Regions from separate parts of the Mus musculus genome. Here all the other regions are linked to region 1. The links are chromatin contacts, called in public Hi-C, HiChIP or PLAC-seq and promoter capture Hi-C maps. All regions are on one chromosome and are shown on one strand. The core of a region is the stretch at or near the end of the contact, and the rest is flanking DNA. Distances in the headings are between cores, read along the strand shown. Region 1 holds the start of Zcwpw2 (zinc finger, CW type with PWWP domain 2). Region 2 overlaps Rbms3 (RNA binding motif, single stranded interacting protein). Region 3 overlaps Rbms3 (RNA binding motif, single stranded interacting protein). Region 4 holds the start of Plcd1 (phospholipase C, delta 1).

Region 1 (3,137 bases), core at 597-3,096:
AAGAACAAATCTTACGGAGAACGAATAAATTACAAGATATTCCTTTTCTTTTGTCACTTTAAATAATTAGGGGCAGGAATGGCTTTTGCTTCTCTAAGAGGGATTCTGAAGTGCCCCTTTTTAATGACGCCAGCACTTAAACATATGTGCCTTAGTAGCTTAATGCTTTGCAGTTTATTAAGTGTCCAAAAACAATATCAGATATATAATATGAAAAATGGCAGCTTTCATTTTTATGATCCTGACTCACTGAATGCAGTAAGCCCAGAGATTAGTTTTTACGGCCAAGCAATCCAAGGGCAGCCTTCTTTCCACTCCTTATCTAAAATAATGTATTTCAATGCAACTAAACACCTACATAAATGCTGTTAATAATTATTTCCTGACAATAAAACAACTTCAATTCAGAATGTGGCATTAAAGTTATATTCATCCTATTCAGCTTTTTTTAAAAATCATATTATTTCCCTCAGTAAGCATGGCATGCTCTGGTACCATTACCGAAGCACTTCTGCTAGAGGCACTTATATGCTAGAAACTGTGCTCCCCCCCCCCCCCCTTTTTTTTTTCTTGAAGATGTCTCACTTTGTAGCACTGGCTAGACTGCAACTCAAGACTCCCCAGTGCTGGGATTATTAAAAAAGCATGTGCTACCACCCCCTGACTTGTTCTTAAGAATTCATTAAATCAATGTAAAAAAGCACTAAGATGGGTAAGCACTCTTCAATTTACAGATGAAGTAATTAAACATACAAATTAAGTTGTCAACTTCAGAGCCAGCCTAGCTCTTAGAAATTATAACTGGGTGCCTTGGAGGGTAAGCAAGCCCTGGACTTCAGAAAAGGGGGAAGGAGAAAGTCAGAGTAAGCAGCCTTCTCCTCAAGAGAGGAAGTGGAAAACTCGATGCTTACACATCTGGGCTATCCATCTAATCCACTGGCATTCCCACGACAGCAAGCTGCCTTTTAGACATCAATGAATCTCTCGCATTTACATGAAAACGTCCATTTACAAACCTAGAGCATTCAACACTCTGTAGCCATTCAGCGAATAATTCCAATTGTTTTCCATTTAAGACGATGGAGTGATCACTACAGACAGGGTAAGGAGAACATTTTTTGAGAACTAGAAATGAAACTGTTTTAAGATTTTGTTCAATCCAACTTAAAATTCAAACGGGGGTGGGGTGGCTCTTCTGTACTTAAGGATTAGAGGTCAATTTCAGTCTCAGTATGTCAATGTTTTTGATCATCACATGGTATTTCTGATTTCTAGTAGCTTCCATGGGTATTTTATCTCTCTTTCTGAGTATTCCGAGTTCCTTGCGAGGAGGACCACTGTTAGCCTGCCTTGCAACCCAGCCGGAAAACGGGACTGAAACATGCAAGTTAGACTGATGGTCACTCCCAGACGCCACCGGCACTACCCACGTCCCTCTTTCCCTCTCCGATATAAATGCCACCCCAGTGCAGGAAATAAAACTGAAAGCGTTCCCAGCGAGTCAAGAGCACGGACCGAACTTGAGCAATCCCCGAGCGGGAAGGCAAAAAAAAAAAAAAAAAAAAAAAAAAAAAGCCCGTGGAAGCGGGGCTGTGGGATGGCAGGGACCAGGGATGCTAGACTGGGCCGCTCTGAACAGCAGAAGGGCGCCGGGGACAGAAAGCGAAGTGCGTCTGGCCAGGCGACAGCCACCAGGCCCCTCCTGGCTGTCTCCACCGTCCGGGCGAGCGCGAGCGATCCACTCACCCTGAACCCTGGCTACGTAGGGCGGTCCCCAAGGCCACCGGGTTTCGCTTCCCCAGTGTTTGGAAGCCGGCTGAAAACAAACCGGGTCGCCAGGGGTCACCACGGGCTTCCGGTTTCCTCGAAGACGCCACCGCTTCCCCCGTCAAGGTGGCCGTCACAGGTGCACCGAGGGAGTCCCATGTCTTCCGCCGCGGCTCCCGCAGTCAGGGGCCCTGGAGGTCACAGAGGAACCGAGCAGGGGCGGCCCGGGGCCGCCGGAACAGGCCCGTTACCCAGCAGCACGCGCGTCAACTCCGGGGTCGCCGGCGCCCGCTGCCCCGCTCAGGGGCGGCGAGGCCTAGAGGGTTCTAGAAGGGTCTACGAACGCCCCGCCGCCCACAAAGGTGTCGCCGCTGCGCACAGGCTGGGTGCCAGCGCAGCGCGACGAAACCGGAAGCCGGACCTGAAGACTATATAGGGTGCCGCTAAGTGGCGCTCTAGCGGGGCGGGGCGTACTACAGGTCCCATGAGCCTCTGCGGTAGGGCAGAGGCGCACTACGAGTCCCGTGAGCCTCCGCGGCGGGGCGTACGTACTACCAGTCCCAGTGGTCCCCGCGGCGGGTGAGGTGTCGCGCCCAGCCGCGGGGAGGCGGAGTGGAGCTGAGACAGCGTCGCAGGCTGGCTGCTGTTGGGCTGAGGCGCGCGTTCAGGGCGCCCTCTAGCGCGTCCTTTCCACTCAGCGGCAACTGGGATTCCGTGAGGTGGGTCCGTGCTGCTCAGCTCAGAGGCGCCTGTCACCGTGGTGCTAACCCGAGAGCTGATGCGTGTCTGGGGCCCCTGGAATCCACGCAGGCCCCGTGTTTCGGGTCGCGTGGCGGTCTCCTTGGGTATCTTTTGAAGCAAGGTCGCTCACTGACTTCATGGGGGTTCCGGGATGCTCTTCTGTGTAGCAGGAGAAAAGGAGCCCATGGCCAACTCTTGACTTGTTCTGGCTCTTAGAGTTGTCTCCTCTCTCGGTTATTTCTAGGTGATAATCCTCCGGGTTTGTTTGTTTGTTTGTTTGTTTGTTTTTTGAGGCAGAGTCTTATGCATCCCAGAATGGCCACAAACACACTTGTTTCCACCACCGGGTGAAGAATTTTAGTCATCTATAATTCTCTCTGTCTGTAGTTTGTTAAATCTTCATATTTTTGTACGTTTGTTTTTTAATTTTAAATTTGCGGCAGGGCCTCAAGTAGCCCAGGCTACCCTCAAAGTCTTGAATTTTTTTTTCTCTGACCTCCTGCTTCTGACTCCAAGGTTTTGGGTTTATACATTACCAAGCAATGCGGTGCTGGAGGTTGAACCCGAAGCCTTGTGCATGCTAGAACATTGAACTGTATGGTGAGGCATAGACAAATTAATTGCAATCT
Region 2 (3,065 bases), core at 465-2,964, 1.1 Mb after region 1:
TCACTAAGACCAGTACCTCTGCTCTGTGCTTGGGAGAACTCTATCGCCGCTGCCTGTTGTAAGACTGGAGCAAGGGGAGGAAGAGGGGAATGGGCAATCAGAGCTTAGATGGTAATCAGTTCTGCCTACCCAGTGGCCTGCAGTGACAGTGTTCTTATAGCTTGCTCCCATCATAGCTACAAACTCAGTAGGATGTTTTGTGAGTACCCCAGGCCCGTTCCTGCAGCCATCATTCTAACATTACCTTCTCTCTATACCAATGGAAGAGACATGTTGCTCAGATAATTCACAGACATCTATGAATGCAGCCTTTCAGCAAAGAGAGGCTTTCTGGAGGTTGGCCTGAAATTTATATCTACATTGACTGCTTGTTAAATCTCTGCCATGCAATAAAGTAATAATTGCCCCAGAAGAAGGCTAGGTAAACTGTGTGGACACTGAGTCTCAATAACACTTGGGCATTTCACCCGTCTCCTCAATAATGATCTTGATCCTAGTTTTGACTCTCAGTCAGCAGCAGTAATGTCTCCTATTTAAGAAAAGTCAACTGTACATGGTGATTTGGTAGACCCATCTGAACTCGGGTATAGCTCGGTATGATTTCTCAGGCACTATAAACAGAGAGAATGTCCGATTTTCAAGTGGTACTTGAAAGCAAGTTCCTTCACTTGTTGAGTTTGTCTGTCTTGTAACTGTTTTATTCAACCAGACTAAAAATCTTATGTCTTTTACCTAGCCTTTACTTTTTGTTTTTTGTTTGTTTTGTGCACAAATTGTAGTCTGTTCACCTCACCTGGAAACAGAGGTTTGCTTGTCCTTTCCAGGTATTACAGCAGTACTTCTGTATACCTACCTCCTGATCTAACTCACATGTGCACATAAAATGGGATGCAGACACGCACAAACACATGCACACAAACACACACACATATACACAGAGATACATACAAACATATACACACAAACACACACATACACACACAAACACATACAAACATGCACAGAAACACACACATACAAACACACATATACATACACACATAAATACACACACACATACAAACACACACATACAGACACACACAAACAGATACACACATACAAACACACACACATACAAACACACATACACACATACACACATACACACCCCATGTGTGTATCAACCGTTGAATATGTAAAGAGACTTTAATGAAACTCCAAACCCATCTTTGCACAATGGGTTTTGAAGGATAAAGGTCCCTGGAATATGTCACCTCTGACTGCAGGAGACAGACAAAGGGCCCTCGGGTGATACTGTAGAGTTAAGTTGTAATTAATATAGATTATTTCTCTAGAAGGTCATCCCACTGGTAGTGCCATGTAATAACAAAACCTTAAGTAAGCGCAGAAGGTACAAAGCATTTCAGGGAAGCATTGATTAAGCCTGTGGATGGAAGACCGAATTCTCAGAATGACCTAATTATCCCACAGTTCCTTTCCTCCCATGGCGCCACTTCCGCCTAATTGCCAAGCTGCAGGCCTGGTCTCCTCTGACCAGGAAGAAAAACAAGCTCTGGCTGGTGGGGGGTGGGGGTAGGAGGGAACAGTGACATTCAGATCTAATTGGCTTGAACCTGTGGCCAAATTAGATGACATAAGAAGGAGGTGGGTGCGCAGCCACCAAGTTGAGTTTGTCCTGGCTAGCCTTTCCTGGGGTGCTGCAGGGTAGAAAGCACCATGAGCTGGGTGGGGCTGCTCTGCTGCCTTTCTCCTGCCAGCTGCAGGGGCAGAGGTGGCCGTGACCAGACTTAATTATTTGTCGGGAAGGAGAGCAAATTGAAACCAAATTAAAGTGATTTTTATCCCTCACTCAACGCATCGCTGTTTCTTATTAGAGCCAGCCTTGTATGTCATTTTGTTTTCTCCCGGCCGTGATGTAGCTCTTACCCTCGTAAACCTCCAAGACGCCACGTTTTCTTCCAGAATGGAAATATCTTTCACGGTTTCTTGAGACATTTTGACCTCTGGTCCCTCACTTAGACCAGTAAAAGTATACATGAATATCCCACAACTGGAGAGTGTTTACTCGCTCTTTATTCTAAGTCTGTATGCAGAATCTTTTGCTTCTTGTTGGCTTGGAGCCACCCCCACAAGTGTGGGGTCCCTCATTGTCCCCAGAATTCAGTCAAAAATTTCCCGAGAGAAAGCTCAGGGTGCCTTGTGGAAATTGGCTAAGTATGTATAGGAGCACAGCCTCCTGAAGAGCCAGACCTAGATTCTCTAATATACTGTGTGGAGAATGGGACTTGAAGTACAAGGAGGAATCTGATGTGTGGGGCAAAAACATCTCCTGTACTAGCTTTGTCAGCTAGCCTATTTCAGCCTATCTGCAGGTGGCAAAGGCTGCCATTTACAGCTACTTAAGATGTTACATGGTCCTCCTCCTCCTCCTCCTCCTCCTCCTCCTCCTCCTCCTCCTCCTGGGAGGTGGAAGTCCCACCTTCTTCCTTTCATCCAGTAACTGACTTCTGCCTTCTTTATTGACACTATCAAGAACCAACCCTCTACCTGCTGAAGGAAGAAATGAATTCAGGGCTATGATGTGGGAAAGGAAGCAAGTCATTGGGGTGGCCTTGTGGGTTTATAAACCAGCCCCCTTCCTACCTGCTCTCTGCCTGACTGTCGATACTGTGACCAGTTTTCTCCTGTTCTTGCTGCCATGCCTCCCCGCTATGACAGAACTAAGAGCCGGGATAAGCCATTCCCTTTCAGTTGCTTGTGTGGGGCACTTGGTCACAGCACTGACTGAGATACGTAACACACACACAGCCAGGGCGCTTCTTCCTTCCAGTGACTGTGGGTTCTGGGGCAGCATGTCTATGTCTGTGCAGAGGTGCCTGGGCCTGCGCCTTCTTGGATAGGATGTTTTATGAATTGTCTACTTGTTTTCACAAAGCTTGGATCTCTTCTCAGCTTGGTCTCCCCTACTTTCCTACTTCTTGCTCAAAACTACAAAGAAGTCTATAGCGTGCCCTAGTAGTTGGCCAAAAAATACTTCTGAATCGCTGAAATGAGTTTTAGTC
Region 3 (3,390 bases), core at 124-2,623, 1.2 Mb after region 1:
GGTGGGTAGATTCTGTCTCTAAGAGAAGATAGATGGTGCCTGAGGAATGTCTCTTGATGACTAACCTTTACCATATGAGTGCCATGAGTGCACATGTGAGTGTGTATGTGTACATGCATATGCTGTGCACATACACACACACACACACACACACACACACACACACACAGAGGCACAAACCTAAAACAGATTTTTTAAAAAGAATATTTTTGGTTCTGTGTTCAATCAGAGATGATGCACCTAACCCTCAAGAGACTGGAGGCCCCAGGGATTTTAGAGGTCAGGTGGGGTGGGGGTGGGGACATACGTCCTCATGGAGACGGGTGGGGAGTGGGGAGGAGGTTCGGGATGTGGAGCAGTCGGAGGGTGAACAGGGGCAGGGGATAAAATCTGGAGTGTAAAAATTAATTAATTAATTAATTAGTTAATTAATTAATTAAAAATTTCCCTTGTCCTGGGGACTCACTATTGCATTCTATGCTGCAATGGGTTAAGAAGCAAATGACGTCATTTAATTTTGAAATGCTAGAAAGAGCACACATTTTAGTCATTAAAATTCCTCTGATAGCTTTGACACTTTGCGTAAATCTTACCAGAAATGAGGATGTTTGGCTCCTAAAGTTGGATGCTCCTCCATGTCACCAATAGTTTATCCAGTGCCTGTGATTGCAAAACACCAAACATTTCACAAGAGCGGAAACCTCTAATTAAGCCTAGCATGTGACAATGGAGTGGATTTGTTTTTAAATCCATGGCTTATAATGCTTAGAGCTTTCAGATCGTGACCTGAGAGGACTCTGTTGAGGTGAGAGTTTAGCTGAACATGGGTTTCCACAAGACTTCCTTCCTCTGTGTGTCAAGCCTGATCCAGAACATTCTACCGGTGCTGGAGCAGGTTCTTGTGTGTTTTAGTTTGACTGTGAATTGTGTGAGCTATAATATCAGTTTCCCTCCTCAGTAGTAGTTGTTGAGAAGAAGAGGAAGAGGAGGAATAAGACTTATGAGGAGGAAGAGAGGGAGGAGGAGGAAGAGAAGGAGGGGAGGTGGGTAGAGAGAAGGAAGAAGAGTTGGAGGGAGAGGCAGCTGTAGCAGCAGCAACAACGGAATCCTTTAGTGTGTTTCAAATGACTGAAGCCAGCAGTTATAAGTCATGAGGCAAGAAAGAAACACACCCTTGAACATGTGTTTACATTCAAACAGCAGACCTAAAAAGCCCCCTGAAGCTTTACCCCATGCCTGGCGCCTCCTAAGAGCGGTTAACGCATTGTCCGATGAAGGGTTGACCCCACCCAGGCGCTGTTCTGCAGGGCACAGAAGGGCTCAGCTACTTTCTAGAAGAATGGAGGCACTGTGCTGAGCCAGGATGGCTGCAAGGGGCCTGTAAAGGCAGCTGCTGCCAGTGGGGACTTGAGAGCACTCCTGTCAGCTTCAAGCCTTGCATGGGCCAGATTTCAGAGAGCTTCAGCTGGCAGCTGCACCGAGCACTTAATTGTGAAACTTGAGAGGAAAATAGGCATGTTCTGGCTAATACGGGTATTCACCTACAGGTCTCACTTTTGTTCCGTTTCCAGAACATTGGCTCTGCCTCTTTGTCAGCTCCTGGAGGCACCGAGCCAGTGTTGCTGGGGCAGCTTTGCAATGATCAGGTGTGGCCCCGTGTATCCAAATGAAATTGTCACTGCTGAGTGATACAATGTACCATGCTTTGATGCTGCAAGCTGACAGTCACAGAAAAGTCGTTCATTGCATTTACTCTCTCAAAGAATCTCTAATGGCTCACAGCAGACATCTACTTAGTTAGATCTGAATGAACCCAAAGCAAGCCATCTCCACGGCTACCTTTGTGTTCCTAGAAAGAGCCCCTCATCAGGCCCGCCACAGCTAGAAAATGGCTTTAAGGAAAGATGATCCTATTTAGAACCCAGAAGGGAGACTTGAAACTTTCAAACCGGAGTAAAAATAGGCTGGCTGTGCACGTGGAGTGGATAGCAGCCCATTTTCTTTTTAGCTTGTTCTGTATTCCCCAAATCAGCAATTGCACATTGCAACCTTCAGCTATGTTTGGTCTTCGTTTAGAATTACATGTCATTTTAGGACAAAGAGAAAGGATTTGATTTGTGGGGGGTTTGCAAGCAGCATTTAGTCTCCTTTGTCTGTTATCTGCGTGAGCTCAGTGAGAGACTTTACAGAGAAGGGACTCTCCAGGCACGAGCCTTCTGTCTTTAACTCCAAGAATGAAATGCCCTTAATATACCGTCTGTGGGAGTTAAGGGCTCCCATTTCCTCTCCCATTCATGTGTCTACCCAGGATGAAGCTTTTCTTCAAAGAGGTAACAGTGAGTAGATCTCATGTGGGAAGATAGGGAAACAGAATTAGAATTGCTTTCTTCCTAGAAATGGAAGTTTAAAAAAAAACAAAACAAAACAAAAAAACCTTATAGAAACAGGAAGCATATAGTTTAAGGGTTCCTCTCATTAAATAATGGATGAAATTTTCTCTTTCTTGCTCTGTATTTATATATTTAAATTTACATATTTATTATATTTAAATTTTCAATTATGGGGTTGGAGGGATGAGTCTGTAATTATGAGCATGTATTGCTCTTCCAGAGAACATGAATTCAGTTCCCAGCAGCCACCTGGGGTGGATCACAGCCACCTGTAACTCCAGCTCTGGGGGAATCTCACTCCTCTTTTTTTGCCTCCACAGGTGCTATTCACACACAACCCCTCCCCCCAATATACACTTAAGTAAAAATATAGTAATGAAGATTGAACATTATGGAGCTGGTGTCGGTAGAGGCTCCTTAGTGAGCTTCAGGCCAGTGAGAGATCCTGCCTCAAGAAACAAACTGTGTGCCAGCCAAGGTTTTCCTTTGGTCTCCACACAGATACAAGTATACACACACACACACACACACACACACACACATACAATTGAAGAAACAACAAGACCGTATACAATTAGATTTTTTTGAAAATTCTTGGAAATGTACCTGAGCCATGGCAGCCATTCCAAGGTCAATGTGATGCTGGGAGGTGCTGAAAGTGATCTCTCCGTATGTTAGACATGAGATGCTGACATTGTACACACAGAATAACTCATTGTACAAATATGGGCACTTAGTATTAAAAATAAAAAATTGGAGAATAGTCAAAATTCCAAAATGAAGCAAGGATAGGTTTGCATGCTTTTAGCTTCTTGCTACCTGTGGTAGCCCCAAATAACTGCCTCTAGGTATCTTTCACACATTGACTTTTCAATAAAAGCACCATGGGGCTGATAACTGTCCCACTGGTCCCTGCCCAGGCAGCAAGCTATTCAAATAAATTTCATCGTCCTCACAGGGCAGCTGAGTTGTTACAGCACAGGCCTTAACCATGGCTGGG
Region 4 (3,233 bases), core at 290-2,789, 1.1 Mb before region 1:
CATCCTAGGCACACTACTTAAACCTAGCTGCACAGAGCAGAGGGCCTCCCACCCCGTGAGAGAGGGAGAAGAAAGAGGATGGGAAGAGTGTCATGGTGCAGGTCAGCACTTGAGCATGACGTTCTTTGTTTCTGCAGAACCTGGCTGCTTGGGACAGCTTTGAGTCAGCATGCCTCCCCAAGTCTGCCTGGCAACCCCAGGCCAGGGAGGGGACATGAGTGAGCTGCAATGCGTGCAACAGAAGCTACATATGTGTCTGTGAGCTTGGAGTACTCAGGAGCAGAGCGTTCTATAAACCCGGCCATGGTCTTTTGTGGTAGAGGGAGAGGCCCTAGTGGTGGGTAATGCCCTGGCTTGGAGCCCAGGACTCGGAGACGGAGATGACAAGAAGAAATGACTCTGGAGATGAAGCCGTGCCAACTGCTGGTGTCAGGAGTTCTTGGTCTCAGGTGTAGGAGAGGAGGCCTGACTCATGGATGCGAATACCTGCCAGGCTCCAGGACAGGACCGAGGGGGGAGGTTCCAAGGCTCAGGGAAGACCTGGAGAGTAGGGCTTTGGAGAAAGAGACGGAAGTCAGGGAAGGAATTTCTCAATTTGCCCCTTCCCAGGCTCTGTCTGCAATGGAGCCTTACTCATTCTTCATGCAGTACAGCGCCCAGCTTGTGGAAAGGAAACCTGGGGGGGGCCTTCCTAGGGCATCAAGACGGGGGTGGGGGTGGGGAGTGGGAGGCCTGAGTGCCAGCCCCACACTGTGGGGGTGCGGGTGGGGTGGGGTGTACATGAACGGCAAGTGATTCTCTAAAACCCAGCCTTAACACTCAGAATCGGGAGACAGCCCATGCTTCACAGGCCACGGAGGCCTGCTAATGCTAGGAGAGAAAGAGCTGAGGAGAGCCCGGCTAGACTCTTCCAGGCCAACTGCCTCCAGTATCGGGACCCTTGCCCAGGCAGCCTCACGGCAGGCCTCCGTCTTCTCCCCTCATTAGGGAGTGAGGGGCCTATACCTGCTTGCTGTTACCCCTACCTTAAGGAAAGCACCTTCAACACCCCCGGAAATGAGACGTCTCTCAGAGCTAAAGAGAGGGGCCCCTCTCTTGAAAAAAAAATCTAGATATTACTCTCCCCAAACGTGGCAATGTGGGCCCGTGCATGCACGCATTTCTTAGAAGACAGACCAGACTGCCTGGCTAATCAGCCGCTTTAGCAGTGATTCCTGTCCCCGCTAAGACCCGATTCTGATTCTTTCCCACATCACCCACAACCCCGGCGAGGCCAGGCGCCCACAGGCAGGGCGTGGGGCCGGCAGCTCGCCGTAATGACAGGGCCTGTGGGTGGTGGCGGTGGAGGAAGCAGGAGGGATCTGACTATTTCTGGCCCTGGCGCACCCAGCTGGCCCGAGCCCCGGCCAGGGTTGGCTAGTCTTCCCGGCCCCCAGCACCGCGTCCTTTCCAGGTCCCCTGGAGGGGGCGGGGAGAAGCGCCGGTTGGCGGGTCCGGGGGGCGGTACGGTGTTCTGGACCCACCCCCGGCCGCCTCCCATCTCAGTTCAGTTGGGTCCCTGCACCGGACTGCGCAAGGACCCCAGGCCGCTTGGTGATTTTGCTCAAGTGAATCACGCCGCGTCCCCTCCTCCGCGCGCCCCGACCGGCATGGACTCCGGTCGGGACTTCCTGACCTTGCACGGTGAGTGTCCCGAACGTAGGGGAGACCCTCGGGAAAGCCGAAATACACCCGGGCGGCAGGGATAACAGCTCCTTCGGCCGCATTTAAACCACCAGAGAGCCAACTCCTTGTCCCCTTGTGGGATCCCAGAAAAACCTCGGCCCGCGCTGGACACAACCTTGGGCGTTTCCAGACTTTCCCCCAAATCTGGCCCAAGAGATCGGGGAGCAATGCTGACATCTCTCGGGGATTTCCCCTTAGCCTGTTCATAAAAGGCTGGGCTCCTGGGTCCAGATGGCACCAAAGGGGTCAGGGAAGGAAAGGGACAGCATCCTTAGCCAAACTCTCGATTCAGAGGCTCCCCAAAACACGGGTGCGCCTGAAGCGAGTCAGGCCGCGCGGGTGTGGCGGATGAGGGTGTAAATGGGTGGGGCGAGGAGGAGGTGTGCAAGTTTGGCTGAAGTCGTTCTGGCAGCCTTCGCTCCCCAGAACAGAGAAAAGCGATGCCAGGGCTGGGAGGAGCAGCGCTGTCTTTTTGCTGACCCTCCTGGTCGGACTGGGCCAGATCTCAGTTAGAACCGCCTGGCAGCTTGGTCCTTTGTCCAGCCGGCTTTGTTTCTTCCCATCTGGGCTAGCTCTTCTCCCCATGCCTGTCCCTCTAGCAGAGAGGGAAAGCGCAGGCTCCTGGCTGCCTGTCTTAGAAGCGTCCAGGGAAGAGCAAGGAACTAAGTGGTATTTACGCACACTCTGTGGGAGGGGCTGTGGGGAGTCTTTCCTTCGTGTCTCCCCAGGTCATCTATTAGCTCAGCAATACCTGCTCCTCTCACATCGATCCACGGTTTCACAGTATTTTTCACTTAACTCGAGTATCCCTGAGATTGTAGGTTCTTGGTTTTTGTTTTTTAATTAAACAACGTGTACTTGTGCTGGAGGGGGTATGGGTGTATGGAGATCAGAGGACAACTTGCAGGAATCAGTTATCTCCTTCTATCTTGTGCGTTCTAGGATCAAACTCAGGTCACTGGGCTTGGCAGCAATTGCCTTTACCCACTAAGACGCCTTGCCTCCTGGGCTGTAGATTTTTGTGTTCACCTGTCCTCCGCTCCACTCCCCCTTGGATGTGTGCCCTGCAGGCAGCCCCCAACCTGTTTTGCATCAGTTGACCTGGACTTTATTGTTGTGGGGGCCCAGTAAGCTTGGGTTTCTAAAAGCCACCTTGTTGGGCTGTGTTCCTGCCCCTCCCACTGTTCCCTCATTCTCTCCAGAGGTCAGAGATGCCCCTACAGCTCCTGACTGGTGGGAACAGAGGGTGGCCGCTCTGAGGGTCACAGTGGAGAGGGGCGGGCTCTCCCCTGGCCGCCTCCCTCTGGCTGCCTCTGACCGCCATAGTGTCATGGAACCTGGGTCATGGAGCAGGCCTCAGTGTCTGTACCCTGGTCCCATTTCTTTCTTGGGTCAGCCCTGGTATCTCCCGTACCCAGGAAGACACAGAGCCTCAGTCTAATACAGCACAGGCTTGGCCAGCCTGGCCCATCCTGTTTGAGCCCAGCCTCCTGGAGTTGTGACTCAGT

What was found. Promoter capture Hi-C pulls out the DNA fragments that hold promoters and counts their contacts. Hi-C and Micro-C count contacts between places; a contact is called where the count stands out from the background. HiChIP or PLAC-seq counts read pairs in DNA pulled down with a chosen protein or histone mark.
Region 2: a contact with region 1 is called in a Hi-C map of the N1E-115 cell line, with 6 times the contacts expected there. The contact joins the enhancer-like site here to the promoter of Zcwpw2 in region 1. A contact is called at or near these places in 2 of 39 promoter capture datasets (cranial neural crest and hippocampal neurons), 1 of 484 Hi-C or Micro-C datasets (the N1E-115 cell line), 2 of 115 datasets of contacts at active chromatin or transcription factors (astrocytes and large pre-B cells) and 1 of 9 other capture datasets (adipose tissue).
Region 3: an H3K4me3 HiChIP or PLAC-seq map of embryonic forebrain shows a contact between it and region 1, with 8 times the contacts expected there. The contact joins the enhancer-like site here to the promoter of Zcwpw2 in region 1. A contact is called at or near these places in 2 of 39 promoter capture datasets (the 3T3-L1 cell line and hippocampal neurons), 1 of 484 Hi-C or Micro-C datasets (cortical neurons) and 3 of 115 datasets of contacts at active chromatin or transcription factors (astrocytes, embryonic forebrain and stem cell-derived neural progenitor cells).
Region 4: a contact with region 1 is called in a promoter capture Hi-C map of hippocampal neurons, with 2.2 times the contacts expected there. The contact joins the promoter of Plcd1 here to the promoter of Zcwpw2 in region 1. A contact is called at or near these places in 5 of 39 promoter capture datasets (the C10 cell line, cranial neural crest, hippocampal neurons and 2 more), 1 of 115 datasets of contacts at active chromatin or transcription factors (astrocytes) and 1 of 9 other capture datasets (adipose tissue).

The regions. Positions count from the first base shown.
Region 1 is chr9:118,039,568-118,042,704 of GRCm38.p6, reverse strand. It overlaps Zcwpw2 (zinc finger, CW type with PWWP domain 2), which reads left to right and starts at 1,846. Exons shown (of 9, transcript NM_001378466.1): 1 at 1,846-2,486. It overlaps Azi2 (5-azacytidine induced gene 2), which reads right to left and starts at 2,183. Exons shown (of 8, transcript NM_013727.4): 1 at 1,747-2,183.
Region 2 is chr9:116,964,455-116,967,519 of GRCm38.p6, reverse strand. The region is part of intron 3 of Rbms3 (RNA binding motif, single stranded interacting protein); the gene reads left to right. Among named protein-coding and RNA genes, the nearest start is that of Gm39452, 230 kb to the left of the region's middle. Within about 2 kb of position 1,714, at least 16 of the 459 cell types and tissues checked have an H3K27ac peak or open chromatin away from gene starts, as enhancers often do. A contact at or near this core is called in the N1E-115 cell line, where this site is marked.
Region 3 is chr9:116,805,869-116,809,258 of GRCm38.p6, reverse strand. All of the region lies in intron 5 of Rbms3 (RNA binding motif, single stranded interacting protein), which reads left to right. Among named protein-coding and RNA genes, the nearest start is that of Gm39449, 280 kb to the right of the region's middle. Within about 2 kb of position 1,373, at least 88 of the 459 cell types and tissues checked have an H3K27ac peak or open chromatin away from gene starts, as enhancers often do. A contact at or near this core is called in astrocytes, cortical neurons, embryonic forebrain and 1 more, where this site is marked.
Region 4 is chr9:119,091,808-119,095,040 of GRCm38.p6, reverse strand. Plcd1 (phospholipase C, delta 1) reads left to right here and starts at 1,539. Exons shown (of 15, transcript NM_019676.3): 1 at 1,539-1,683. The coding sequence starts at 1,650.